Regions from separate parts of the Mus musculus genome. Here all the other regions are linked to region 1. A link is a contact called in public capture Hi-C and promoter capture Hi-C data. All regions are on one chromosome and are shown on one strand. Each heading gives the region's core, a stretch centred on a gene start, on an enhancer-like site or on the middle of the called end of the contact. The rest is flanking DNA. Distances are from core to core; before and after follow the strand shown.

Region 1 (3,420 bases), core at 377-2,876:
TTGGGTACTGCCATCAGTGGGCTGGGCCCTCCCACATCAATCACTAATCAAGAAAATGGTCCCCAGACTTGCCTACAGGCCAACTGGGAGAGGCAGTTTCTCAGCTGAGGTTTCTGTCTAACTCTCAGAGGTATCTCTAGTATGTGTCAAGTTGAAAAACTAACCAGTACAGCCTGTGAAGGCAAACAGGTTGATTTTTTTTTTGATACCTTGTTGAGACTTGGGATATAAAACAGCTGTCTACACATGAGCAGTTCCATAAGATGTGATCAGTGCTGAATACGCTTTTCATTAGGCTTACGTAAAAGCATTTTGCAGCAGTGGAGTGAAGTATCCACACACAGCTAGTGAGAGTGTAAGCCGAAGAGAAGCAGCTCTGCCTCATGTGCCCATGTGCTCATGCTCACTTGTCAAGCTGCTCGATCAACTTTTAAATTCTACTTTTGAAATTATGAAAAAGTATATCTAAAGATACTCAGATGTGTATTAAAGTAATATATTAAAGTAATATAAACCACGTGAGTTATGTTGAAAAGTCATAGAATGGTTAAGTTATAGAATCAAAGTAGGTTATTCTGCAGCTATGGACATGTTTATTAAAGTGCCATAATTTAGAAATTTGCTTATACAAAATGTATTTCTGAGGTTGGAGAGACAGCTCAGCGGTTGGGCACTGGCTGCTCCTGCAGAGGACCTGTGCTCAGTTTCAGTACCCCCTGGCACCTCACAACTGCCTCTAACTCCAGCTCCAAGAGACTAGATGTCCTTTTCTGGACTCTAAGGCAACAGGCACACATGGTACACGTGAATATATGCAGGAAAACACTCAAACACATAAAACAATTTCTAAAAGAATGTATTTGCAACCCATATAATTCTGTATCCATCTTCCCTCATATTAAAAAGTAAATTATATATAGATAAATTATATATAGATTTTGAGTCTGTGGGTATAAAAAGCACAAACACGGGCTGGCAAGATGACTCAGCAGTTAAGAGCACTAACTGCTCTTCCGAAGGTCCTGAGTTCAAATCCCAGCAACCACATGGTGGCTCACAACCACCGATAATGAGATCTGACGCCCTCTTCTGGTGTATCTGAAGACAGCTACGGTGTACTTATGTATAATATAATAATAAATCTTTGGGCTGGAGCGAGCAGAGATCCAAAAACAAAAATTAAATCCCCAACAACCACATGAAGGCTCACAACCATCTGTACAGCTACAGTATACTCATATACATGAAGTAAATAAAGAAATCTAAAAAAAGAAAAAAAGAAAAAGCACAAACACACCTGTCAACTGTCCTATGTAATCAAAATATGGCCAGAAGAGCCAAGAAGTGCGCCCGGGTAGGTTCACTTTTGGTTTTTGTTTTAAGTAAAGCCTGAAGCATTGCCACAGAAGCACACTTGGCAGGTTCAAGACGAGTCAACGATGTTGACGATGCATGTGCAAAGAGTTTAAATCTAAACCTAATTTCAGACTTAATTTTCTGGTTCCGGTTCACGAGTCCAGCCGGACCGCGGCAGGTACGGACTACAACTCCCAGCATGCAAGAGGTTCTTACCCACACTCCCGGGCTCCTGACGCGTACATTTCCCAGAAAGCCGAGCGATCACGCTGGCGCGCGCGCGTGCGCTCTGGCGCCAGTAGTCTCTTTTCATTTGGGTTTGACCTACAGCCGCCCGGGAAAAGATGGCCGCGCCTGCAGCGTCCGGACTGTCTCGACAGGTAGAAGCTGGCGGGAGGCTCCCTCCCAGGGTTGCGGGTCCCCGGCTCCCATCGCCGCGTGTGAGGCCGTGGCTGAGGGGTCAGGCAGCCCGCCCAGGGTCGTGGGGCCCGGCGACTGCAGGCAGCGTGGGGCGGATCCGCGTTTCGTCCCCGTGGGGAGTGGGCACGGATTTCTCTGTCTTGACCTTGACATCCAGGACTCACTGCATAGCGGAGCAGCTGGCAAGGGCATGGGAGAGAGCACTGGGGAGAGTACATGCCTGTCCTTGCTGGTAAACCTAAGGGCTGCCTGCTGCTTAGGATTTTGAGTGTTGGAAAAGCGCATCCCCTGTGTTTATAAAGAAGGGGGGAAGGGCTAAACGTCTCCCCTTTGGCTGGCAGCTGGTGAGTGATGGCGAGCTTGCAACAGGCCAAGTCCAGCAGAACCTGGAATTGGGTGGAAAAAAATACGTGCCTGGGTCATCTGCCATGATAATTTTGTATCGACAGCCGTCATGGTTTTCATCTGCACCATACAGAATTATTACTAAGGCGTTAGAAAGTTTTTTAACCCTCATAGCCAGTTCCAATCGAGTACATTCTAGTCTAGAGAGAGTAGTATATGACTGTGACCTGTGCCCTCGCAAAACGCTTTTTAAACTGGATTCCAGGCTGCTCCAGTGACAGACACAGTGCCTGAAGCCTGGTGCTGTATCAAGAGATCTTTGGTCTTAGATAGCATTTCAGTTCCTAAGCAAGTAGGTTTCCTTGAATTAAGACTGGACTCATTTCATGTTCATTAAAGTTTTTCTCAAAGGTGATGTAATATAAATCCTCCGCTTTCATAAAGCATTCTTCCCAAATGTGATAAAGCTCTTAATTATTTTGAAAAATTCCACTTTGGGAAGTTAGCAGCTTTTCTCTCTCAGCTATCCAGGGAGGAAGGTGTTGGGAAGGCAGTTTCTGGAGGGATTTGGGGTGATTCTCAATAGGGAGTGTATAACAAAGAGCAGCTCCCACTCATATAACCTGTGTGATGATAGAAAGGAATTGCGCAAGTATTTGATTAGATTATTTTAACACATTGCTAAGCTAATGCAGAAACCCTGTCTGATCTGTTTTCTTTTGTTCTAAAGGTTCGGAGCTTCAGTACATCTGTGGTCAGGCCCTTTGCCAAGCTTGTAAGGGTATGTCAGCTTACTTATTTGTGTGTGTGTGTTTGGAAAACAATGAAAGAGTGAGTTGAACAGAAATACGTTGAAGTGTGTAATTAATAACCTTGGTCTGCAAGGGTGGCAGTTCCCAGATGAGTGCCTGGGTGCAGGGGATGCTGTTGGGCGCCTGTCACACAGGGTGGGCTCAACCCTAGACTTTAATGTTCTAAAAATAACTTGTTTGGGCCCAGCAAGAGCTCAGCAGGTAAGGGCTGGATGGCAGGCCTGAGGGTGTGAGTTCAATCCCTGGAACCCGGAGGGGGAAAGGAAAGAAAGACCTGAAAGTTTTCTGTTCTGTTCTCTGCGTGTAGTGCGTGCGCGCGCACACACACACACACACACACACACACACACACACACACTGTATGTATAAAAGACTCTTAAATTGTTTTTCCTAGCAATCGTCCATAGACAAGCTAGCCTTTCATTCTTTTTTTTATGAAGGAACTGTTTCTAACAAAAGAAAGTGAAGTGCCCAGATTCTCACACAG
Region 2 (3,420 bases), core at 299-2,798, 1.7 Mb before region 1:
GGAATAAGGAAGGGTGAGATTATAGAGTCTTGTGAGCCCTGCTAAAGGCCTGATTTTCTTCCTGAAGGATTTTAGGAGGGGCTGAGTGCTGTAGAGAGGCAAAGAAGTCCTGCTCCAGAAAGGTGGTTTCCTCAGAGGGTTTGTAGGGTTCATCTTGACAGCTGAGAGCTGCTGTGGAGCTGGGCTGAGGGATGTAGTTGGGTACAATCTTAGCACTTGTGGGGACAGGCCATTGTGGCCAGTGGGATGTCAGTATGTATGCAAAATATTTCAGACATAATTGGAGTCCTAAAGCCCCTAATGGGTGAGGAGGTGGAAGAAGTGGATGCTGGAATCTTATCTGAAGATTAAGAAGAGCTGCGTATGCAAAGAGAAAGTCAATGGCCACAAAAGAATTGAGATCAAAGGTCTGAGCAGTGCCTCACAGTGGCAGAGAGGCTGTGCAGTAGGGAGAGGAGCTGAGCCCGGAAGTCACCTGGCAGACTCACCTTGGGGTTTTATTAGAGGGAGCAGCTCCTTGCAGACATCTCGGGTACCAAAAAAGTTCGTTTTCATTGTCACCTCTGCTTGAATGTGGAAGGGGGTGTCGTCATTGACTTTCGGGGGGGGGGGGGGGAGAAGAGAACCGAGTTAGCGGAGTGGAAATGTAAAGACCTAAGTAAGCTAGAGCTTTAGAGATCCACTTGCAAGTACAGTCTTGTTTACATACAGCTCTGCATCACTGTCCATCTGACAATTTTCTATTGTGCTTGAAAGACACCACCACCACTGGGGGTGGCTAGGTGAAGTTTGTATATATCAGGATCTTAAGGAAACACCGTTTCCCTCTGTCTCTTTCTCTCTCCTCAATCTCTTGCTTATTTCAGTATCAGATATAGTTCCACTTAAGTATCGCCAAGTCCAATTCAATTACTCAACAACTGGGTGAGGGAAACCTAGAAATGATGGCGAACATTGAGGCTCTGCTTTCCTGCAGCCCCTACTACCCTGTCCTGTTTCTCCCAGGGGATCTGTTTCAGAGTCCTACAGCATAGTGCTCCTGGTCCTAGTAATGATCCCAGAGAGGCACAGCCCACCTTGCCACCAGGCTCTGGGGAAGCCACCTTCCATCTCCACACCCAATGGCTTACCCTTGAAGGCGATGCCTGCGTTGTTGACCAGCACGTCCAGGCCTCCGTATTCCTTGAGCAGAAAGTCGCGCAGTGCGCGAATGCTCTGCGGGTTGTCGATGTCCAGCTGGTGGAAGCGTGGGCTCAGGCCCTCCGCCTGCAGCTTTTGCACTGCCGTTTGGCCCCGCTCCTCGTCCCGCGCCGCGAGCACCACGTCCCCGGAGAATTTCCGACACAGGTCACGAGTGATCGCGAATCCGATTCCTTTGTTAGCACCGGTCACCAGCGCCACGGGTCTGCTGGAAGACATGGCTGCGTGAGAAGGGAGGCCGTCGGAGACCAAGGAACTTGGCGCAAACTCTGCCTCTCGAGGCTGCTGGAGAGTGGTTCAAGACCGGTTCACTGGCGGACTGAAATTGGCGTCGACAATGTCGCACCTAGCACGCATGCGCAGTTTAAGCCCCCTCCCTACGGGGGGCGTGGCTGGTGGGGGGTGTGTTTGTTGTTTAGTGTGGATTTTAAAGTTGCCTCTTGTCAAATTGCTGTGTATTTAGGAAATGGCTCACCTTACCTGAACTCCGTTTTTTTTTTTTTGTTTTTTGTTTTTTTTTTAAATAAAAGTTTACCATGCAACGAAAGGTGTCAGGTTGTCTGTTATCTCAGATTATGCATTATGCAGTTGGGGGTTACATACCAGCCAGGAAAAAAACCGGCCAGGTCAAATGACTGACATCTCAGGCTTTTTCCTGAAGGCGTGTTGAAGCCAGCTGCCAGGCAAGACTGCAGGAGAAGGCGAGAGAGAGAGAGAGAGAGAGAGAGAGAGAGAGAGAGGGAGGGAGGGAGGGAGGGAGGGAGGGAGGGAGGGAGGGAGGGAGGGAGGGAGGGAGGGAGGGAGGGAGAGAGAGAGAGAGAGAGAGAGAGAGAGAGAGAGAGAGAGAGAGAGAGAGAGAGAGAGAGAGAGAGAAACACAGCTTTGCACCTGGAAATCATGCATTCAGCTTGCCCACGGGTCTAGGTCTTCCTCATTACTTGTATGAATTTTTCACTGTTTTCCCCAACTTGCAAATTGGACCTCTGTACGTTTTCTTTCTGGTGTTTAAAAAAAATAACATAAAGCTGCCACTTAAGTTGTAGGAACTTGAATTGTAGGACAAACTGGGAGATTATGATGAGGAATCGCAATTTGTGTTGAATTCACCTCTTAGGACACCAAAGCAAAGCTATTGGGGTAATCTTTGGGCAGGAAACATTCCTTACTAGCCTGTGGTATCCCTTTAGATACTTCTAATTGCTTTGTCTTACCTGGATGTTTGTATTGAGTGTACAGATGTGTACAGGGCCTTCAGGGGATGCTGCTCTTCTGTGCACCACAATGCACCCTTTTAGTCCCTTTTTAAGATGACATGATGCCATATGCTCGCAAAATGACATTTGGTTCAGTCGTGGGAAACAGATTTCGTCACTGGTTCCTAACACCCTGGCTATAGGGATCTCCAGGTCAAGTTTCGTTTCCTCTCCATTCAGTAGGTTGCTATTAGAAACAAGTGGCCATTTAGATTAAAATAAGACATTTTAGTTATACTGACCCCACAGGAAGACCTCTCTGTGTGTATGAAGGTCATTGTATTAGGAATACAGTAAAATAAAGGAGACAGGTATAAGATTTCCATTTCAAAATATTCTACTGCCTCATATACATTGCTTGTAAATTGCCGTTCAAAGTAAGCTCCTAGTCAATTGCTTAAGAAACCTGAATAATCCAAAAAAAAAAATGCTGCCCAGGGTGGGATGGCTCAGCAAGTGAGGGCAAGGACCTTGGTCACCCAGCAGCCTGAGTTCAATCCTTGGAACCCATGTAACCACAGGAAGCAAGAACGGTGTATGCGTGTTCTGATTGAACCCATGTCTGCGTACCATGTGCCATGCCCAGAGGGCAGAAGAGGGCACCGGGCATCAGATCCCACAGACTGGAGTCACACGAGGTTGTGAGCTGCCGAAAGTATAGTAAAACACCACGTATCCACAGCAAGACAAGCTTCCAGTTCTGTTCAGACTCCTCTTTTGTGACCTCAGGTAAATTTATTCATTCTGTATGATTTCCTTGGCATTTTAGGTTTTGTGTCCATCACAGTCAAGGCATAAAAGGATCTTGTTGGTCTTGCTTGAGCAAACACCCCTCCAGTGTCCTCGGCGCTCAGCAGTGTCACATAGATGTGGTCACACCTTGCATGGTCTGGATACCTGCTCTGTCATCCAGGATAATTTAGCTGTTTATGGTTTGCTCTTTTATATATCAGTGACTATTTGGTCT
Region 3 (3,420 bases), core at 592-3,091, 1.7 Mb before region 1:
TGTTTGTGACAGATCAACTCCCAACAGATGTCACGCTTGGTCATTTTCAGAGTCCATGACTGGAGTTCCTCCCTCACCTGGGTAAGGGCGAGATGGAGGAGGGAACAGGCTGAAGTGCAGGAGTCGGATTCTCTGTCCGTGGGAGTCTCCCTGCTGAGCGTGTCACACTGCCTCGTACTGAAATTACCATGGTGGCTTGATGAGCCTTTAGGCCTGCGCTAACAAGAGGACTCTCATACCTTCTCCTGTAGGTAAAAGCGGCGTTTAACGAGAAAACCAGGTGCTATGAGATTAGAACAGCCTCGCGCTGTAGGAAGCACCAGGAGGTGTTCATCTGCTACGGCCCCCATGATAACCAGAGGCTGCTCCTGGAGTATGGCTTTGTCTCCGTCCGCAATCCTCACGCCTGCGTTCCTGTCTCGGCAGGTTGGACTGGCTGATAGTGGTTATTTCCCGTTCTAATGGAAAGAGCTGTCCTAGGCAACATTCAGTTTCTCAGGCAGAGCCTGCCTGCGCTTCCTGAGTGGAATTTCTTTGTTGAAGTAAAATCAGCACAACTGATTGATACTGATTGATCGGTTCATCCGGGTCATGAACCAGGACGGTGGAGTGGGAAGAGAGCTGCTTAGCGGATGAGTGTGAGTGTCACGGCTGGGAGGAAGCAGGCATCTTTGTTCTGAGGCGTCATTGTTGCTGCAGAGGGAGTAAGCCTGTCGTGAGTGGAAACTTACTCAGCACTCAGGTAGAAGAAGCAGCTAAGCCCTGAGCAAGCCGCCAGAGGCTTCAGTGCCCGGCTTATGTTCATCTGTGTAGGCTGGGACGAGTATAGTATAGTAACTCTCAGGAGACACTGTCTGCCTTCGTAAGGCAGAATATCAAGTATGCTTCCTAGAGACACAAGAGCCAGAGCTGGGGCAGCGAGATGGGACGGGCCAGTGGGTGGAGGAGGGGCTTGCCGTAAAGCTTGGTGACCCGAGTTCAGGCCTCAGGACGTCCAGGGTGGAAGGAGAGAACTGGCTCCGGTAATTTGCCCTCTGCCCTTCCGTATGTATGTGGTACACTGACAACACATGATAAATGCATGCAGGGATTTCTCTGTAAAGAAAAGTGTGAGTGGGGACTTGTCCAGTGAGTTAGGAAGCCGGCTGGCTTTGAGATTGGCCTGTTCTGAGTCCTTGTAGTTGTCTTGTGGTGGCTCTGACTGTAAGCAGTTCATGTGTGTCTTAGTCAGGGTTTCTATTCCTGCACAAAACGTCATGACCAAGAAAAGAAGCAAGTTGGGGAGGAAAGGGTTTATTCAGCTTACACTTTCCACATTGCTGTTCATCACTAAAGGAAGTCAGGACTGGAACTCAAGCAGGTCAGGAAGCAGGAGCTGATGCAGAGGCCATGGAGGGATGTTCTTTACTGGCTTGCTCAGCTTACTCTCTTTTTTTTTTTAAAGATTTATTTATTTATTATTATATGTAAGTACACCGTAGCTGTCTTCAGATGCACCAGAAGAGGGCGTCAGACCTCATCACGGGTGGTTGTGAGCCACCATGTGGTTGCTGGGAATTGAACTCAGGACCTTCGGAAGAGCAGTCAGTGCTCTTACCCACTGAGCCACCTCTCCAGCCCCCAGCTTACTCTCTTATAGAACCCAAGACTACCAGCCCAGAGATGGCACCACCCACAAGGGGCCTTTCCCCCTTGATCACTAATTGAGAAAATGCCTTACAGTTGGATCTCATGGAGGCATTTCCTCAGCTGGAGCTCCTTTCTCTGTGATAACTCCAGCTGTGTCAAGTTGACACAAAACTCGCCAGTACACCGTGTAAACACATGGAACAAGCATTATGTTTAACATGGAGTAGGGCCCAGGGGTTGGCTCAGTGGCCTGCCTGGTCTGGCATGTGCAGGCCCTCTCTGAAGGAAAAGGAAAGCTTGCTTCTGTCAGAGTTACACCCCCAAATCCTTGCTTTTCTTTCTTTTTAAAACACAGAATGGAAGTCTTCTATCACCTCAAAAAACAAAAGAGCCATTGCTTTCTCTCTCCTTCAGAAACGTCCGCCAGGCTTCACAGTTTAGGCTGAGGCTGTGGTCACGGCTGCGGGGACTGCTTTGAATCAGGTGTAACGCAGTATTGCCGTCCTGGGCGTGTGCTGAGGCAGCCTGTTCCTAGCTGGCCCCCAGCAGGGCTAACCCTCTGGCGGCTTCCTCTTAGGCTGTTGATGTGCTTAGGGGCAGCCTGAGCCTCGCGTCTGTGCTTCTGTCCTCCGCCTTGGAAAGCTCACAGCTCTTCAGGGAGCCGGGATCTCAGCGAGCTGTCCTAAAGAGGACACTTGGTGTGAACTGGCAGACACTCTGGTTATCGTGGGCGGCTGATGGGAGGGAGAGGGGCATGTGCTTTATCTGAATCACATCCTAAGTCTGATGGTCTCCTCTCTAATGCAGACATGCTGGTTAAGTTCCTCCCTGCAGCAGATAAGCAGCTCCACAGGAAGATAACCATTTTGAAGGATCATGGCTTTACAGGGTAAGGCTTTTCTGTCTGGAAATTATCCCTTCAGGGAGTTCCCATGGGAATACTCCTGGCTCTGGTTTCTGTAAGTGTGACCCTCCTGTCTCTGTGTTGGCTGTCAGGTGGGTGTTTATTAAGCTCTTAGACTGTAGCAAGTTGGGCTTGTTGTCCTAGGCACTCAAGGGGTGAGAGTCAAGCTTGAAACAGTCCTGTCCGTGACCCAGGCCCGGGTCAGGTGGGGTGGAGCTGCGCTGTCACAGGCCATGCTGGTCCCTAGCAGAACATCAGGGACGGTGACCTACACCGGATCCCCAGCTCTTTCACGTCTTCTTTTCTGGATAAAATCAGGTTTTTTGGGTACACAGCGACAGTGGCTGTTTGCTCTCCGGGATGACCAGGGTCTCTGTGTTCATCTCACTGTAAACGTGTGATGTAGTTACCAGGCCGCTTGCTGTGGTCCCGTGACCAAGTTCAGTGTCTGGCTGAAATTGATTGGAAATGGCTTTTAGCCTTGTCTTAGTTAGGGTTACTAGTGCTGTGATAAAACACCATGACCAAAAGCAAGTCTGGGAGGAAAGGGTTCATTTGGCTCACACTTCCACATCACAGGAACTCAAGCACGGCAGAAGCCTGGAGGCAGGAGCTGATGCAGAGGCCATGGAGGGGTGCTGCTGCACTGCTGGTTTTGTGTGTCAACTTGACACAGCTGGAGTTATCACAGAGAAAGGAGCTTCAGTTGGGGAAATGCCTCCATGAGATACAACTGTAAAGCATTTTCTCAATTAGTGATCAAGGGGGAAAGGCCCCTTGTGGGTGGTGCCATCCTTGGGCTGGTAGTCTTGGGTTCTATAAGAGAGCAGGCTGAGCAAGCCAGGGGAAGCAAGCCAGTAATGAACATCCCTCCATGGCCTCTGCAT
Region 4 (3,420 bases), core at 639-3,138, 1.6 Mb after region 1:
AAAGCAATTTTGTATTATTTATTTATTTATGTATGTCTTTTAATCGAGGGTTTTGTTTTGTTTTTTTTCTGTTCTAGAATTTGCTCTGTAGACCAGGCTGGCCTTGATCTCTGAGATCCACCTGCCTCTAATCCCAGAGCAATGGATTTAAGGTGTGTGCCACCACCGACTGTCTTATTACTTCTCTGTGTGGATGATATATTCAGGGTCCTCTCTATGGTTACTTTGAACTTTACTATTAATTCTTTTTTTTTTTTTTAAGATTTATTTATTTATTTATTATATGTAAGTACACTGTAGCTGTCCTCAGACACTCCAGAAGAGGGAGTCAGATCTCGTTATGGATGGTTGTGAGCCACCATGTGGTTGCTGGGATTTGAACTCCTGACCTTCGGAAGAGCAGTCGGGTGCTCTTACCCACTGAGCCATCTCACCAGCCCTACTATTAATTCTTGTTAACCACAGCTATCCTATGGAGAGGCATTTCCTGATCCTTACCCTGTCGGAGTTGAACCCACAGCCTTGGTTAGGGCTGAGATTTTTCTTTTTCTTTTTTTTTTCCGAGACAGGGTTTCTCTGTATAGCCCTGGCTGGTCTCGAACTCAGAAATCCACCTGCCTCTGCCTCCCCAGTACTGGGATTAAAGGCGTGTGCCACCATGCTGGGCCAAACACCTTGTTCTTAAACACCTCTGCTCCTTGTCTGTCTGACTTTTCAGCTCCTGTTAGCTGTGCAGTATTGAATCCCAGGTATCTACCTCCTCTCAGCCATTTTCCTGGACTTTACCCATATCGCAAAAGCCCTCAGTTAACTATCCCAGGGACAGCTCAGATGGCTAGAGCCCGAAAAGATAACCGTCTAGCCAGATAAACTTGGGCATGGTGGTTAACTGAACTAGGCTGACTTAAATGAGGACACTGTTCATAGGCATTGACAAAGATTAGCCATTACGCCCTCAAACTCATTCCTTCCTTAAATTATTACCAAGTTGACGCAAACCCAGCACTCATGTCCTTCAAGAAGCAGTGTGCATCTTCCCTCCGGAACACCATTCTGTCTTTCCTCCAGTGCCTGATACCTTCAGCCTCATCATCTCCAGGGCCCGAAGCCATGCTGTTCCTGGCCCCACTTTCTTCCGCATGCATACTTTGCAGGATGTCAACCTGCATGATGCCCCCTTAAGAACAAAATCCTAACTCTGCTAGGATCTGGTCTCGGTAGGGCCAGTTGCTTTCCCTAAGTACCAGCCGGTTGTCCTCCAAGGAGAGGTGATAGCACAGCGCGCAAGGTCCAGAGGGCCCCTCCTTTCTCGAATTCTTTTAGGATGCTCGCCCTTTTCTACGGGAAGTAGTCCCCAACTTCCAGTACGAGTCAGGCCTTCTAGCTTTTATACTCATGCTCCACAAAAGTGAGGTTTCTACAGAAAAACTTTCATTTTTCACACACCCAACAGACAGCGGTCGCAGCGCGCGGCAGGCGGTGAGAACTCAAGTGAATCAGAACACACTTCTGCCGAGAGCGACCCAACGGGGTTTGGGGAGATTAGCGTTAGGGGTTCAGGAGCCCAGTCCTCGGAAGTTGCTCAGGGCGTCCACCAGGTCCGCACGCAAGTCGAAGCAGGGGACTTGGAGACTGCAGACGCTCACCCTCCGCGCTTTGTTTGTCGCAGCAGCAGGGCGCAGTCCTGCCCGGACACAATGCACCCCGGGAGCCGTCGTCCGGATCCTGAGCCCAGAAGACGGGAACTCTCCGCAGCCGCAACCGGCGGGAAAGCGCGCGACAACGCGCGGTCACACGCTAGCGGCTCGGCGCCGGTGGGGCGCGGAGGGGCGGGGCGTGGGCGGAGCCAAGCACGAGCGGGGCGGAGCCGGGCTCAGGAAGCGCTTGGAGGCCCGAGCTGTCCCAGGGTGCTTCGCGCGGCGTGCACTCGGGTCGCTGCCGCCATCCTGCTGGCGAAAGAGAGGAGAGAGACAGAGAGGCCCGCCCGCTCGCCGGCCGGGCCAGTGTGGGCCAGTGCGTGAGGGAGGGCGCGGGGGGCCGTGTCAGCGCGACGCAGAGCGCAGCCGCCGCCGCCAAACGGACATGTTGGAGCCCCGCGCTGCCGCCGCCTCCCATCCCTCCTCCGGCGCACGGGACTGAGCAGGGGCCCGCCGCCTCTGCCTGCGCTCGACCGGCCCAGCCTCGCCGCCTCGGCCGCAGCCCCTTCCTGCTCGGCCTCCGCCGCTCGTCGCCTCCCGTCCTCCTCCCCCTCCACGCCCAAGGGCCCTGCCGGCACCCGGCCCTACTCAGCCGCCGCTCCAGGTCTAGGTGACCGGCGGGCCCGGAGCAGCCGCAGCCGCCGCCGCAACGCGCGCGAACATGGACGCCGTCAACGCCTTCAACCAGGAGGTGAGGAGTGCTTGGGGTTAGGGCTGGTGCGGGCCACGCCGGGGCCGCTTCTCTCGCTGCCCGAGGGCTTTCGAGCACCGAGTCCGGGCGGGGACGCTTCCTGCCCCGGTTCCGGGGCAGCGGGCCTGGAGCCGGGGAGAGGTCGCGGCCACCGCCGGGGGCTGACCCCGCGCCCCTCCCCCGCCAGTGCCCCTTCGCCCCCTTCCGGCCTGTGCCGACTCCCGCTTCTTCAACGTGGCCCTTATGCTGCTCCCGGCCCCGTTATCGGCTTTACGGGGCCGGGATCCCGCCAGGGGCTGCAACGGAGCGCTCGGCCGACTCAGGGGCGGGAGTTCCCGCGAGTCCCGGGGCCGGCGTAGCAGCCGCCTGGGTTCTCCTGTTGCTCAGGCCGCGGCGCTGCGCGGCGGCCGCTGGACTCTGATCCCGGTTGGCGGAGACTTAGAGAGGGTGTCTGCCCTCCCACCTCCTGGATTGACACGCTCACAAATGAACATAGAGCGGTAGTTCCCTTGGCCTTTCTATCTAGAACGTGCCCTTTCTGTACATCGTGACACCTAAAAAGTTGAATGGGAGAGCAAAGTGTACGCCCCATTTAGTCCGCTAGTAAGGCTGCTTGGGTCTCCACCTGCTCACCCTCGCACCGCCCTCTCGGGGTACTTAATCCTCAGCTCCCTTCCTCAGGGACATTTACATGTGAAAACCTCCCCAAACCGGGAACAAAGCTGCCTGCCGCCTTAAAGCTCTCTAGTTGTATCTCTGATCGTTCCATGTGCTGCTTAGGGGCATAAAGTCCATACTATCTTATTTATCTGAATGGATGTGGGAGGAGGAGACGACCACTGATGCTTTAAAACGCAGTTACAGAGTGGAAACTATTGTGAATTAAGTTGGGGTATGTTTCCCGTTTCAAATACCACTGAAGGAATCTGATGTCATAGTTTGACACGTGTTGATGTGGTGTCAGAACTTGCTCCATCTCACAATGAGATTTCTGTGGCTCAGTTCGCAATAGTATTAGGTTGTTACTTCTCT
Region 5 (3,420 bases), core at 660-3,159, 1.6 Mb before region 1:
TACTCAGGCCAGGGGATCAAGGTGAACCCGTTCCTCTGTAGTCGTCCTCCCTGCTGTGGTCCTCCCATATGGTCAGTGCCTAGAGAAGGTAGTGACTCCAGAGACCCCTGGAGTCAGAGGAAGCTGAATCAGAGCATCTTCTGCCTGAAGGTGTTCTCCTCATTCTTCACTTTGAGGGGAACCAGTAGGCAATGTCCCCCGGAGTCACCAATACCAGATTTTCCTAGGGTCTCCCTGCCTTGAGCTTGTCCCTGCCTTGAGCTTGTCCTGGCTGAGTTATGGCACAGCCAGGCATCTAATAGGATGGAAGGACTCCTGTTCTTTCCCTTCATCTTTCTGTTCTTGTTCCTCACTCTCTACTCCTTCAGCTATGGCTTCCTCCACTCTGCAGGCATCCTGTAGACAAACTTCCTTCCCTTCATATTCACTCTGTCCTCCTTATTACTCAAGAACTTGTGATCTGAGGAGGATGCGTAAATATGTTTTAAATGGATTCCTCCTTTTGAACACAAAGTGAACATGATGTAGTAAAACTGGGATCCCGTCCCTAAAAGCGGGACTTAGAGCAAGCGATACATTTTACGGTGCAGGATAAGTTTTGAGTCACTCCCTCCCTATTTCCCATGTCAGGGAAGAACAGACTCTGTGTTCAGAAGGCTTAGCGCTTCCCTTGCTTGCATGGCAGAGTCAGGACGCATTTTATTTTCAAGAGCATATAGAGGCAGGGAACAGGAATGGGGTGATGGTATCCCTTAGGTCCTGCCCGGAGACTGGGGAGTGGCTGTGAGTTCTTGTATGAGGCATGGGAGCTGCTCTGTAGAGGAATCCTCAGACATGGTAGGAACTTGTCTGGCAGAGCCTCATGGGATGTGTGTGAGCTGGCGTGTTAGCATAGAAGCTGGAGTGTGTGAGTAGAAGTGTTTAGGAGCTGGGGTACTGTGAGAGTTGGGGTATCAGGCACAGGTGAAGTTGTATGTGAGCATGTTGAGGGGTGAGAGTTGGGTGGTGTGAACATCGGAGGTTGGAGAGCTGTGGGGTCCACACGAATTGGGGTGTATGTTATGAGTGTTAGGGTGTATGTGAGTTTTGGTGTGTGCTGTGTGTGAGTGCTTGGGTATTTTGATGGGGTCTGAGTGTTGCGGGTGTGTGCGAGGTGTACTCTTTGATGGATTGTAATTTCAGTTTTACAAAACAGAAAGAGCCCTGGATATGTAGTTGTGCTAATGGTTGTACGATGGTGGGATGTACTCAACACTACTGAAGGGCACACTGAAAATGGTTAGATAGCTTGTCACAAAGATCCACTTAAATATTTTTATTATTTTTAAATAGTTGTAGGTGTGTGTCTGCTTGTGAGTGCCTATGACCGCAGGTGCCTGTGGCCAGAGGCCTCAGATCCATGGGAGCTGGAGCTGTAGGTAGGTTGTGAGCCACCGGAGCTGGGTGCTGGGAAGGCAGCAAGTGCTCCGAAATGTAGAGCCGCCTTCCCAGTCTCAAGGTACACATTTGTCATCTCGCCTCTCAAAAGGCTGAAGCAGGAGGACCGGGAGTTCAAGGCTGACCTAGGCTAGGTAAGCCAGACCTTAGACTCTTAACACAAGAGCAAGAGAAACAGGTTAGGATGTAAATGCCCCAACCCCTGTAAAACAAAACCTCTCAAGAACCAAAGGGCAGGCTGAGTTGAATGTCAGGCTCTTTTCTCTGGGGCTGCAGACTCAGTTTGCCTTTCTGTGTTTTAGGAGTTGCAGTGGAACCTGGCTTTGCATAGCGGCTTCCTGAGGCAGCGAGGCCACCTGACTTTATTCCCAATGAAGAGATGCAGAGATAGGAAAGCATCAGGCAGAGTCCTGACTCACACCCATGGCCCTGGCTTGTCCCACCCACTGTGTCCCCTAAGGCCAAAGTTGGCATTGCAGAAATCCCCTCTGCCTCTGTCTCTCCCCACCTCTCCGTCTGCCCCTCCCCCATTTCTCTGTGTATAGTGAGCGCTTTCGGAAGTATGAGCACTGGTAATTTCCGTTTTAGCAATGGAGATATGCCTGTTTTCCTTCTCTATGGCTGAAGTTTGAGGGAGCAAGGAGATGCCTGCGCTGAGCTTGCTCCAGTGGACTTGCCTCCAGCTGCTGTGGGACCCAGTTCTGACACCCGCCCATCTCCATCTGGGACTCAGGTCACATCCACAGCCACTTCAAGGTGAACTGCTTGCTTTAAAGTCCTTTGATATTTTGACTAAATCCTACGCCCCATTTGAGGCACTGGCCCATTCAAGTGCCAGCTGGGCCCTTTGTTTATGATTGGCTCACGTTTCCGAGCGAATTTCTTTCTGGAGACAGTGTTCTATGAGTCACCTTTGAAATGAGAACTTATCAGCTTAGGGTCAGGCTAAGTGTGGCCGTCTGAGGGGCCTGTTTCTGTAGTCTGGGTCTGTGTTAAACATGGAGGCGTGTCCTCGCACTCGCTCAGTCCCGGAACTCTGTGGTCTTTCTCCAAAAGGACAACATCTCTCACCTGCTTCTTTTATCTCTGTCCAGCTGCCGACCTGACTGTCTTACTGTTACCCAACTACTGGCTGGGAGTGTAAGTCTGAGTTTGATTGGAAAATGCTCTGCCAACACACACATCTTTCTGCTAAGAAAACAAAAACAAAAAACAAAACAACAACAACAAAAAAACCCAAACCAAACCAAACTAAACCAAACCAAACCAAACTAAAACAAGCAATGGAGACAGGATGGGATGTCTCTCTCTGTGTGTCTCCTGTGTCTTCCCCACCCCACCCCCCAGCTGCCCAATGACCAGACAGAGTCTGGCCGTGTCATATTTAAGACAAACAACGTGAATTCTCTCTCCTTCCCTCTCTTGCACACTCGTGTTTAGAAGGCAGTGAAAGCTGGTTTCTACTTCTTTTCTTCCTGGCAGTTGGGTGTATTGGGCGCGGCCCCTCGGGTTGTTCCCCCTGAATTTCTGCCCCTCATTTGTCTTTACAGTACTCACTGAAAGTGCCAAGTGTGGAGTTGTGGGAATCTGAGGGCTCCTCTTCTTAAACATTTCTTTAAGATTTTCTTTCTCTGTGGGGAATGGTATCAGCAAGCAGGATGCAGAGCACAGGGTCGGATGGACCAGGGTAGGAGGAGCACACACCCCATACCATCATGTTCCACGGTCCCGACTCAACTCCACCTCCTGGTGCAGAGCCTCTTCTTGCTCCACAGTGGTGTCTGCCATCCACTCAGACTCTCAAGAAGCTGAATAGTTGCTCGCTTGTTTGTTTGAAAATCTGAATCTGGTTGTTTAACTCCAACCAGTCAGTCCTGTCAGACATTCTCTGGGGGTGGGGATAGTTTAGAGGGATGAGAAATTATCCCAGTGTTATAACACGAAGATATTTTCTGTTGATTAAGTGCACTTTGTACAGTTCTG
Region 6 (3,420 bases), core at 596-3,095, 1.5 Mb before region 1:
ACAGGCGGCCAGCCTCCGGAGAGGGATCTCAGGGTGAGGTCATGGTGGGTTTAGCAGGAGACTTAACTCCGCTGGCTGGTGTCCTCATAAGGGAAAAGACAGGGGATTTGAGGTGGATGCACAATGGAGACATTGATGTAAAGATGCAGGCAGAGAATGGAATGCTGCTGCCAATGCACGAGTTCCACAGGTTGCCAGTGGCCAGCAGGGTCTACGGTAGAGGCAAGGGGTGAATCCTTCTTCTGGGATTCCAGAAGAGCAGACTCTTTCTTGGCTTCTGAACTTCACACAGCGGAAGGGTAGATTTTTATTACATTGTAGCAATTTGTTCATCAGAAGCCCTGATAAGGGTCTTGGAGACCTCCAGGAGTTTTAATTTTGTTTGCAAGAGGCTCAGCAACTTGCCCAGGCACACACAGCAGAGGCACAGTGGCCCTCAGGGGCAGATGTTCCATCCTGGATGCTGACTTAGGGCTTCTGTTCACTCACGGCTGTTTGTAGAGCATCTCATATGTACCGAGCACAGAGACAGATGCTGGCCAGACCTCAGGGTAAGCAAGGCACATCTGACTTGTCATTCTGGGGCTTTTACAGTCCGAAAATGTTAAGAAAGACTGCTATGTGATAACATCGGAGTATAGGTCACAGTACTGGGGACAGTGTGTGTGTGGCTGGAGGGTTCAGAAAGTCTCCTCAGGGTGATGGAGCTTCAGTATGCAGAGACGGTGGAGAGCAGAGAGCTTGTGTGCAGTGGTGGGTAGAAGGCCAGGTTTTTATCTCCAGGTCAGGCAACGTCTTCAACAAGGATGCTAAGTCTCTTCAAGGACCATAGAACAAGATGAATCCCACCAACTGCCTGCCGCTTCTAACTTTTTTTCTAGATAACATCTTTAATCAGAGAGCCACTCCTGCTCTTCAGCTCTTCAGCCAAGCACCTCAGAGGAAGCTGAGCCCATGTGGAGTCCCCAGGGGTGGTCGAGTGATAATGTCACTTGTGCCATATGTACCCCCTTGGCAGAATGACGGATATGCAAACTAATTCCAGCTCATAGAGTGTAAGGGGAGGGCCCGAGGAGCGGCTCACTGGGTGAGAGGCCAGCATGAGAACTTGACTCCTGATCCCTGATATTTGTACAAAAACTCCAGTGTTTTCAGGCCCAGCACTGGGGGCAGAGACGGGCCAATGCAGAGAGTGTGGAACAAACCAGCCTGCTCAAAGCAGCAGATTCTGATTCAGAGAGATGCTGTCTCAGGGCAGCAAGGTAGAGAGGGAAATTACCGAATGCCTCCCCTCCCCCAACACTCACATCCTGTAAGAGGATTTCTGGCGGAGGCAGAGATCTGGATGCTCCTCCCTTCAGGCTGGAGAGGCAGAGAGGAAAACTCACGTTTCTAGAAATGTAGCGTCTGCCACAGTGACAGACATTTCGCTACCACCCACAACAGTGACAGACATCTCGCTACCACCCAGCAGCTGAAGCTCTCCCAAGGGACAGGGTTCTTGCTGGCCTGCTGGCCGCGTGGTACCACTGCCCAACTGTTGTGTTAGAAGGTGGCTTGTATCTGGACAGATCACACCACAGCAGCACAGCTCTATGAGAAGAGATTTACTGGGGAAAGAGGGGGTGAGGAGGAGGAATGAGGGGAACAAAGAAGGGGAGAGGGGTCTGGGGCCCTGCCTTTTATTCAGGCCGGGATGTAACCATGAATATCAGGTGCGCAGGTGAAGTGCGCAGGTGAGGCGCACATTGGGGGGGGGGGGGGGGAATGATGTGTGGCGGTTGCCATGGCAACAGACGCATGAGCGTCCCTGTTGCCTAGGGGTGACCTCATCGCTGGATTCCGAGGCGACCAGTTTCTGATGTCAACACCATTGCTTACCTTTGAGGTCTCTTTAATGTATTGTTATTTTGGCCAGTGGGAATCACTGCTGCTGGCGAAAGCATGGGGCTTCCTGGAGGAGGAGACCTGGTGACCCACAGGCTGTCTGAAATGGTCTGAAAACGAGCAGAAGTTAGGCCGATGTAAGTAGAGTGTTGTAGGCAGAAAGCACAGTCCCCGTCCCCGTGTGGTCGAAGACACAGGACAGTCCTGACTCAGAGGTAGTACGGATCACAAGGAACAGAGGTGGGGGGGGGGGGCACGGGGACGGAACGCCCTTTCTGACTCTCAAGATGGGCTCATCATGTTTGGCTCACGAGGCGCTGAGGTCCTCACTGAACTCAGAGGGAGTTTGAGGGAGTTTGGGCGTCGCTCTAGAGAAGATGGATGACGGTGGAGTGCCGTGTGATGCTGGTGCACAGCCCGCTGCTACCCAGGTAACCACGGTGGCCCTTGAACTCGGTTCCCCTGGACTCTCAGGACTTACTTGGGTGCCGTTCTCTTCTCTCTCAGCTGCCCGTCTAGGCTGAGTGCCGCCCTGAGCCCTGTGTTGGCCTCAGTACTCCATCAGGTCCAGCCCCCGGTCTCCTGCTTCGGTTTGTCTTTGTCCTGTGTTGGGTGTGCTGCTTGGACTCCTTATTCTCTCAGAGCGACCAATTGAGAGGCAAAGAGCAGAATGAGCGAGCGGCTTCCAGCACACTCAGAGTGAACCAGAGGCTGAGGGCACAGCCATTGTCCCTGCCTCCCATGAGGATCTATTTGAGGGGCTGGGCCTCCCTCAATGCCTGGTTTTGATAGGCCAAGAGCCATTGTAAATATATGAAACTGTCACTGGTATAGCCGAGAGGTGGAAAGGGAAGGGCTGGCTAATGGAGAGTCAACTGTGGACATCCAATTCTCCCCTAAAGGCAGGGTTGGGAGGGTGCTGGATGCAACAATGAGGACCTGAATCTAGATTGCCAGAACCAAGGGTAAAAAAACAAAAAAATCAAAAAACAAAACAAAACAAAAAACAAACAACAACAAACGACAACAACAACAGCAAAAAAACCAAAAACCCAAAAACCCAAAAAAGCCTTGCATGTGGCACACACACACACACACACACACACACACACACACACACACACACTTGAAGGGGCTGGAGAGATGGCTCAGTGGTTAAGAGCACTGACTGCTCTTCCAGAGGTCCTGAGTTCAATTCCCAGCAACCACATGGTGGCTCACATCCATCTGTAATGGGATCTGATGCCCTCTTGTGGTGTGTCTGAAGACAGCAACAATGTTCTCACATACATAAAACAAGGAAATCTTAAAAAACAAAAGCAAAACAACAGCAGTAAAACAAACAAAAATTCCCAACTACTTTGGAGGCAGGGAGACAATAGCTCCCCAAGCTGACTTTTTTTCCCCCTTCTCAAACTGTTCAGTTTGTCTGAGGAGGGGCACAAGTGGCCGGAGGCCAACACACCAAGGAGTGCTGACCCCAGCTCCCTGCTTCTGGGAAGCCTTGGAGGAAATCCTTTGGCACCAAGCAAG
Region 7 (3,420 bases), core at 417-2,916, 1.2 Mb after region 1:
ATGCTCAAGGCCTCATCCATTCATTTCTCCTCCTGCTTCCTCTATCTGTCCTTTCTCCTGTCTTTTCCTTCCCCTCCCTTCCCACCACACCTAGTTCAGCAAAACAAAACATTGGTTCTAGAGTGTTTGGCAACGTCTGCTATTTCCTGCATCCACTGGGGATCTTGGAACTTTAAAGGAAATTTCCAGGAAAGAAGAAGAGACTACAATGGCTAGCTGGAGGATCAGAGCATCAGTGATGTGGAGAGGTTGGAAGTTCAAAGCCCAGTAATTTGGGGTTACCTTGAGTCCCCTCCGTGGTCATTTACTCCCCTCCCTTGTATGTGGCCATATCCTTCTGACTATTAGTTAAATACTTTAATGTGTACAAACAGATTCCCCAGCTTATAACCAAAATGCTAAGAGTATGGCCAGGTAGCATCAGGGTCTACAGCAGGGTCCCACTGCTTTGCTGTAATCTGCCTATTGGTGTACCTTCCAGTGTATTTGCAAAGTCTGTTGGTTTATGGTATTCTTTGCTCCGTTCCGTCTTGGCACACCTCAAGCAGGACCACAGGATTCCTGGCGGTTAAAGGTCGATACGCCTCAGGGACTTGTTGAAATAGGTTCCAAAAGGAGTCATTTCTTTGCCTCTGGGCTGGGCTGTTATCCTAGCATGTGGGAGGCTGAAGCAGGAGGATCACTGTGGGTGAGCTACATAATGAATTCCTGGGCAGCCTGGACAAAAAAAAAAAAAAAAAGATTCAAAAAACAGAAAGTCAAAATCATATTCAGAGAAGGCAAAATAGCCTTTCTAGTTTCCAGCCTGGTACCACCTCGGTCAGGTCAACGACTTAGGATTTGAAACTTTTTGCTAGTGGCCAGAGATACGAAAATAGGTGGTAAGTGTGATGTAGTTTAGTGAAGCGAACTGGGTAGTGTGACTGGGGGGGGGGGGGGGGGGGAGGGGGATATGGTGGTCTTTGCGTGTTGTTTCTTACTGATGCATCCAGGCTGTTCGTGGTGGCGCGCCTTCCCTCTAGCCTGTGGTCTTTGAAATCAAAAGCTGACTTTCTTTAGACTGACCGTCCTTCCCGCCCTGGAGTAGGGTGAACCATACTCTGACCCAGACACACGCCCACTCTGTAGCCACAGCGATGCTGTCCCCTCCAGCTTCTCATATTTTTTCCTTGCAGTGCTAGTCTCAGTAACGCTGGGTCCTTGAGGCAGGGGGCGTCTTTGGCTCGCCACAGACCCCTGTTTTTTTCTAGATGTAGGAAAGCGGGTCTCCGGGAGCAGACGGGCTAGAATCAGAGATGTGACTTGCAGTACACCGCTTGGAATTCCTGGGTCCACTTTCGGCTCCGTGAAGATGGGTCTGCTTACCCAGCACGGGCATGCCCGCTAACAGTGTGGAGGAACTAGGTGAGCTGCTACTCATTTAATTCGAAGCCTTCAACTTTCTCAGCAGCGGCGGAAGGAGCTGAAATGCCCGCAGATAGCACCCCAGCACCCCAGTTCACCAGCTTTCGCTCAGGAAGACCGCAGGACGCAAGCGCAGTGAGCGCGGCTCGCGCGCCGGTCAGATGGCGAGCATGCGCCTTCGATGCAGTCGGGCCCTTCTTCAGGTCCCACCCCTTCGGGCGGTGCCCCGCCTCTTGCACCTTGCGCATGCGCAGAGGTATTATTCCCGTGAGGTTCCGGGGCGCGGCAAATTCGTATGTCATGGCTGCTTCCTGGTCTCTGGGATGTTCCTTGACCGCTTGTGGTTAAAACCGCCTGGCTATGTCGAGCGAGTCCCCCCTGCTGGAGAAGCGTCTGTCGGAAGACTCGAGCCGCTACCTGCGGCTGCAGAAGTGGGCAAACATGTCGAGCGCAGACGCGTTAGGGCTAGAGAAGGAACGGCCTGAGGAGAAGGCGGCCGCGGCGGAGAACCCGCTGGTGTTCCTTTGTGCCCGCTGTCGCCGGCCACTGGGCGACTCGCTCACCTGGGTGGCCAGCCAGGAGGACACCAACTGCATCCTGTTGCGCAGTCAGTTCGGGCCGCCCTCCTGCGTCGGGGTTTCCTGGGGCTGCGGGGGCTGGGGTGGGGACGAGAGCTGTCCCAGCAAACCGCAGGAGAGGCGTCCCTGTGGGTGGCTCACGAGTGACAAGTTTTTTCCTGGGTCTTCCATGCCCCCCAAGGGCAGCGGTTGAGCGTCATCCTGACGTTTTAGGAAGGTGCTTCCTTCAGGGGAGTGTTTTCACATCTGACGGACTCTGTCAGCTGCTTTGGGGACTTAGCTTAGTGTCCTTGGGCAGTCTGTTCAACTGCTTGTGCCTCAAGTTTCTCGTCTCCAAAACGAGGGATAATGATGGGATAACGGGGACGATTAAATAAGTGTATGGTATATGGCCACAGAGTAGGCGATGTCTTTACTGGGTGAGTCCCAATGCTCTTCGCTGGGTCATTTTGTTTATCTCTTAACCCCACTGGTTTTCAGAAAAGGATGTGAAGTAATCCTTGTTCCACCTCTTCTCCCAGAAGGCCCCCATCCCTTTAGTGCTGAACCACGGGAGTACCCCACTTCCCACCAGTCTTTGGGCTCTTTTTTTCCCCTAGTCCTCTAAAATACAAGTTAAAGTTGAGTTAAAAGTTCCTGTCTGCAGGTGTGTAACAACAAACCACACTAACAAAGTGTTGCGACTCTCTTTCCAGGCGTCTCCTGTAACGTCTCTGTGGATAAGGAACCGAAACTGTCCAAGTGCAGAGATGAAGACGGTTGGTAAGTAAGATATTTATGTGAATATGTGAGAGAAAATTTTATTTTATTTATTTATTTTTGGTTTTTCGAGACAGGGTTTCTCTGTATAGCCCTGCCTGTCCTGGAACTCACTTTGTAGACCAGGCTGGCCTCGAACTCAGAAATCAGCCTGCCTCTGCCTCCCGAGTGCTGGGATTAAAGGCGTGCGCCACCACGCCCGGCTGAAAACTTTAATTTTAAGGAAAAATCTTCTACCGACCGTTCTGTGAGATTGCTTGAGATATAACTTTTCATGGTAATTGAATGCATTGAAAAGAAGAAAGGATCCATTATTTGATGGTGATAGCCCCTTAAGATCGGAAAGTGGGAGTTTCTAAGATTCTGAAAGTGTATTTAACACTGATTTTTAGGGCTCTGAGTTTGGTGCCAAAGAAAATGGAAAGTAAAGCAGAAAATATCTATCTTAAAATCTCCAAGTTGAAAGTGTCCTATTCCTGTCCCAGTGCTGCCTGTCTCTTCCTTGTACTGGCAGACAGAAAATACTAATACAGAGCCCACACCCACAGCTGACTGGGCTACGCAGACAGGCCATCTGTGGCTGTAAGTCACTAGTCCCAGGTTCCATGTGCTGGGGCCGAGGGGACAGATAACTTGTCACGGCTGACTACTAACTAGTGTTGGCAAGTGCTGTCCTCAG

The links. Promoter capture Hi-C pulls out the DNA fragments that hold promoters and counts their contacts. Capture Hi-C pulls out chosen DNA fragments and counts their contacts.
Region 2: a promoter capture Hi-C map of hippocampal neurons shows a contact between it and region 1, with 26 times the contacts expected there. The contact joins the promoter of Cbr1 here to the promoter of Atp5o in region 1. A contact is called at or near these places in 11 of 39 promoter capture datasets (the 3T3-L1 cell line, the C10 cell line, HPC-7-derived erythroid cells and 8 more), 1 of 484 Hi-C or Micro-C datasets (macrophages), 8 of 115 datasets of contacts at active chromatin or transcription factors (astrocytes, embryonic forebrain, embryonic hindbrain and 5 more) and 2 of 9 other capture datasets (liver and pancreatic islet).
Region 3: a promoter capture Hi-C map of liver shows a contact between it and region 1, with 5 times the contacts expected there. The contact joins the enhancer-like site here to the promoter of Atp5o in region 1. A contact is called at or near these places in 12 of 39 promoter capture datasets (the 3T3-L1 cell line, 3T3-L1-derived adipocytes, the C10 cell line and 7 more), 3 of 484 Hi-C or Micro-C datasets (cortical neurons and pro-B cells) and 4 of 115 datasets of contacts at active chromatin or transcription factors (embryonic forebrain, embryonic midbrain, large pre-B cells and 1 more).
Region 4: a contact with region 1 is called in a promoter capture Hi-C map of pre-B cells, with 4 times the contacts expected there. The contact joins the promoter of Scaf4 here to the promoter of Atp5o in region 1. A contact is called at or near these places in 2 of 39 promoter capture datasets (neutrophils and pre-B cells) and 1 of 484 Hi-C or Micro-C datasets (B cells).
Region 5: a contact with region 1 is called in a promoter capture Hi-C map of pre-B cells, with 6 times the contacts expected there. The contact joins the enhancer-like site here to the promoter of Atp5o in region 1. A contact is called at or near these places in 6 of 39 promoter capture datasets (the 3T3-L1 cell line, 3T3-L1-derived adipocytes, cranial neural crest and 3 more), 1 of 15 datasets of contacts at CTCF or cohesin (large pre-B cells), 5 of 484 Hi-C or Micro-C datasets (the G1E-ER4 cell line, cerebral cortex, cortical neurons and 1 more) and 5 of 115 datasets of contacts at active chromatin or transcription factors (T-cell acute lymphoblastic leukemia, acute myeloid leukemia, astrocytes and 2 more).
Region 6: a capture Hi-C map of embryonic stem cells shows a contact between it and region 1, with 3 times the contacts expected there. The contact joins the promoter of 1700029J03Rik here to the promoter of Atp5o in region 1. A contact is called at or near these places in 2 of 39 promoter capture datasets (hippocampal neurons and liver), 1 of 115 datasets of contacts at active chromatin or transcription factors (embryonic forebrain) and 2 of 9 other capture datasets (embryonic stem cells and liver).
Region 7: a promoter capture Hi-C map of pre-B cells shows a contact between it and region 1, with 5 times the contacts expected there. The contact joins the promoter of Mis18a here to the promoter of Atp5o in region 1. A contact is called at or near these places in 2 of 39 promoter capture datasets (liver and pre-B cells) and 2 of 9 other capture datasets (adipose tissue and liver).

What each region holds. Positions count from the first base shown.
Region 1 is chr16:91,929,836-91,933,255 of GRCm38.p6, reverse strand. It overlaps Atp5o (ATP synthase, H+ transporting, mitochondrial F1 complex, O subunit), which reads left to right and starts at 1,626. Exons shown (of 7, transcript NM_138597.2): 1 at 1,626-1,736; 2 at 2,852-2,902. The coding sequence starts at 1,701.
Region 2 is chr16:93,605,965-93,609,384 of GRCm38.p6, reverse strand. It overlaps Cbr1 (carbonyl reductase 1), which reads right to left and starts at 1,548. Exons shown (of 3, transcript NM_007620.2): 1 at 1,131-1,548; 2 at 489-596. The coding sequence starts at 1,419.
Region 3 is chr16:93,586,917-93,590,336 of GRCm38.p6, reverse strand. Setd4 (SET domain containing 4) reads left to right here. Exons shown (of 12, transcript NM_145482.3): 8 at 252-426; 9 at 2,437-2,518. Among named protein-coding and RNA genes, the nearest start is that of Setd4, 15 kb to the left of the region's middle. Within about 2 kb of position 1,841, at least 21 of the 459 cell types and tissues checked have an H3K27ac peak or open chromatin away from gene starts, as enhancers often do. A contact at or near this core is called in liver, where this site is marked.
Region 4 is chr16:90,282,971-90,286,390 of GRCm38.p6, reverse strand. It overlaps Scaf4 (SR-related CTD-associated factor 4), which reads left to right and starts at 1,888. Exons shown (of 20, transcript NM_178923.4): 1 at 1,888-2,388. The coding sequence starts at 2,359.
Region 5 is chr16:93,548,425-93,551,844 of GRCm38.p6, reverse strand. No RefSeq gene overlaps it. Among named protein-coding and RNA genes, the nearest start is that of Gm30695, 19 kb to the right of the region's middle. Within about 2 kb of position 1,909, at least 10 of the 459 cell types and tissues checked have an H3K27ac peak or open chromatin away from gene starts, as enhancers often do.
Region 6 is chr16:93,457,297-93,460,716 of GRCm38.p6, reverse strand. 1700029J03Rik (RIKEN cDNA 1700029J03 gene) reads left to right here and starts at 1,845. Exons shown (of 3, transcript NR_040494.1): 1 at 1,845-2,024.
Region 7 is chr16:90,725,617-90,729,036 of GRCm38.p6, reverse strand. Mis18a (MIS18 kinetochore protein A) reads left to right here and starts at 1,666. Exons shown (of 5, transcript NM_025642.1): 1 at 1,666-2,011; 2 at 2,678-2,744. The coding sequence starts at 1,765. Gm17518 (a long non-coding RNA gene) reads right to left here and starts at 1,617. Exons shown (of 2, transcript XR_876238.3): 1 at 1,366-1,617; 2 at 1-717.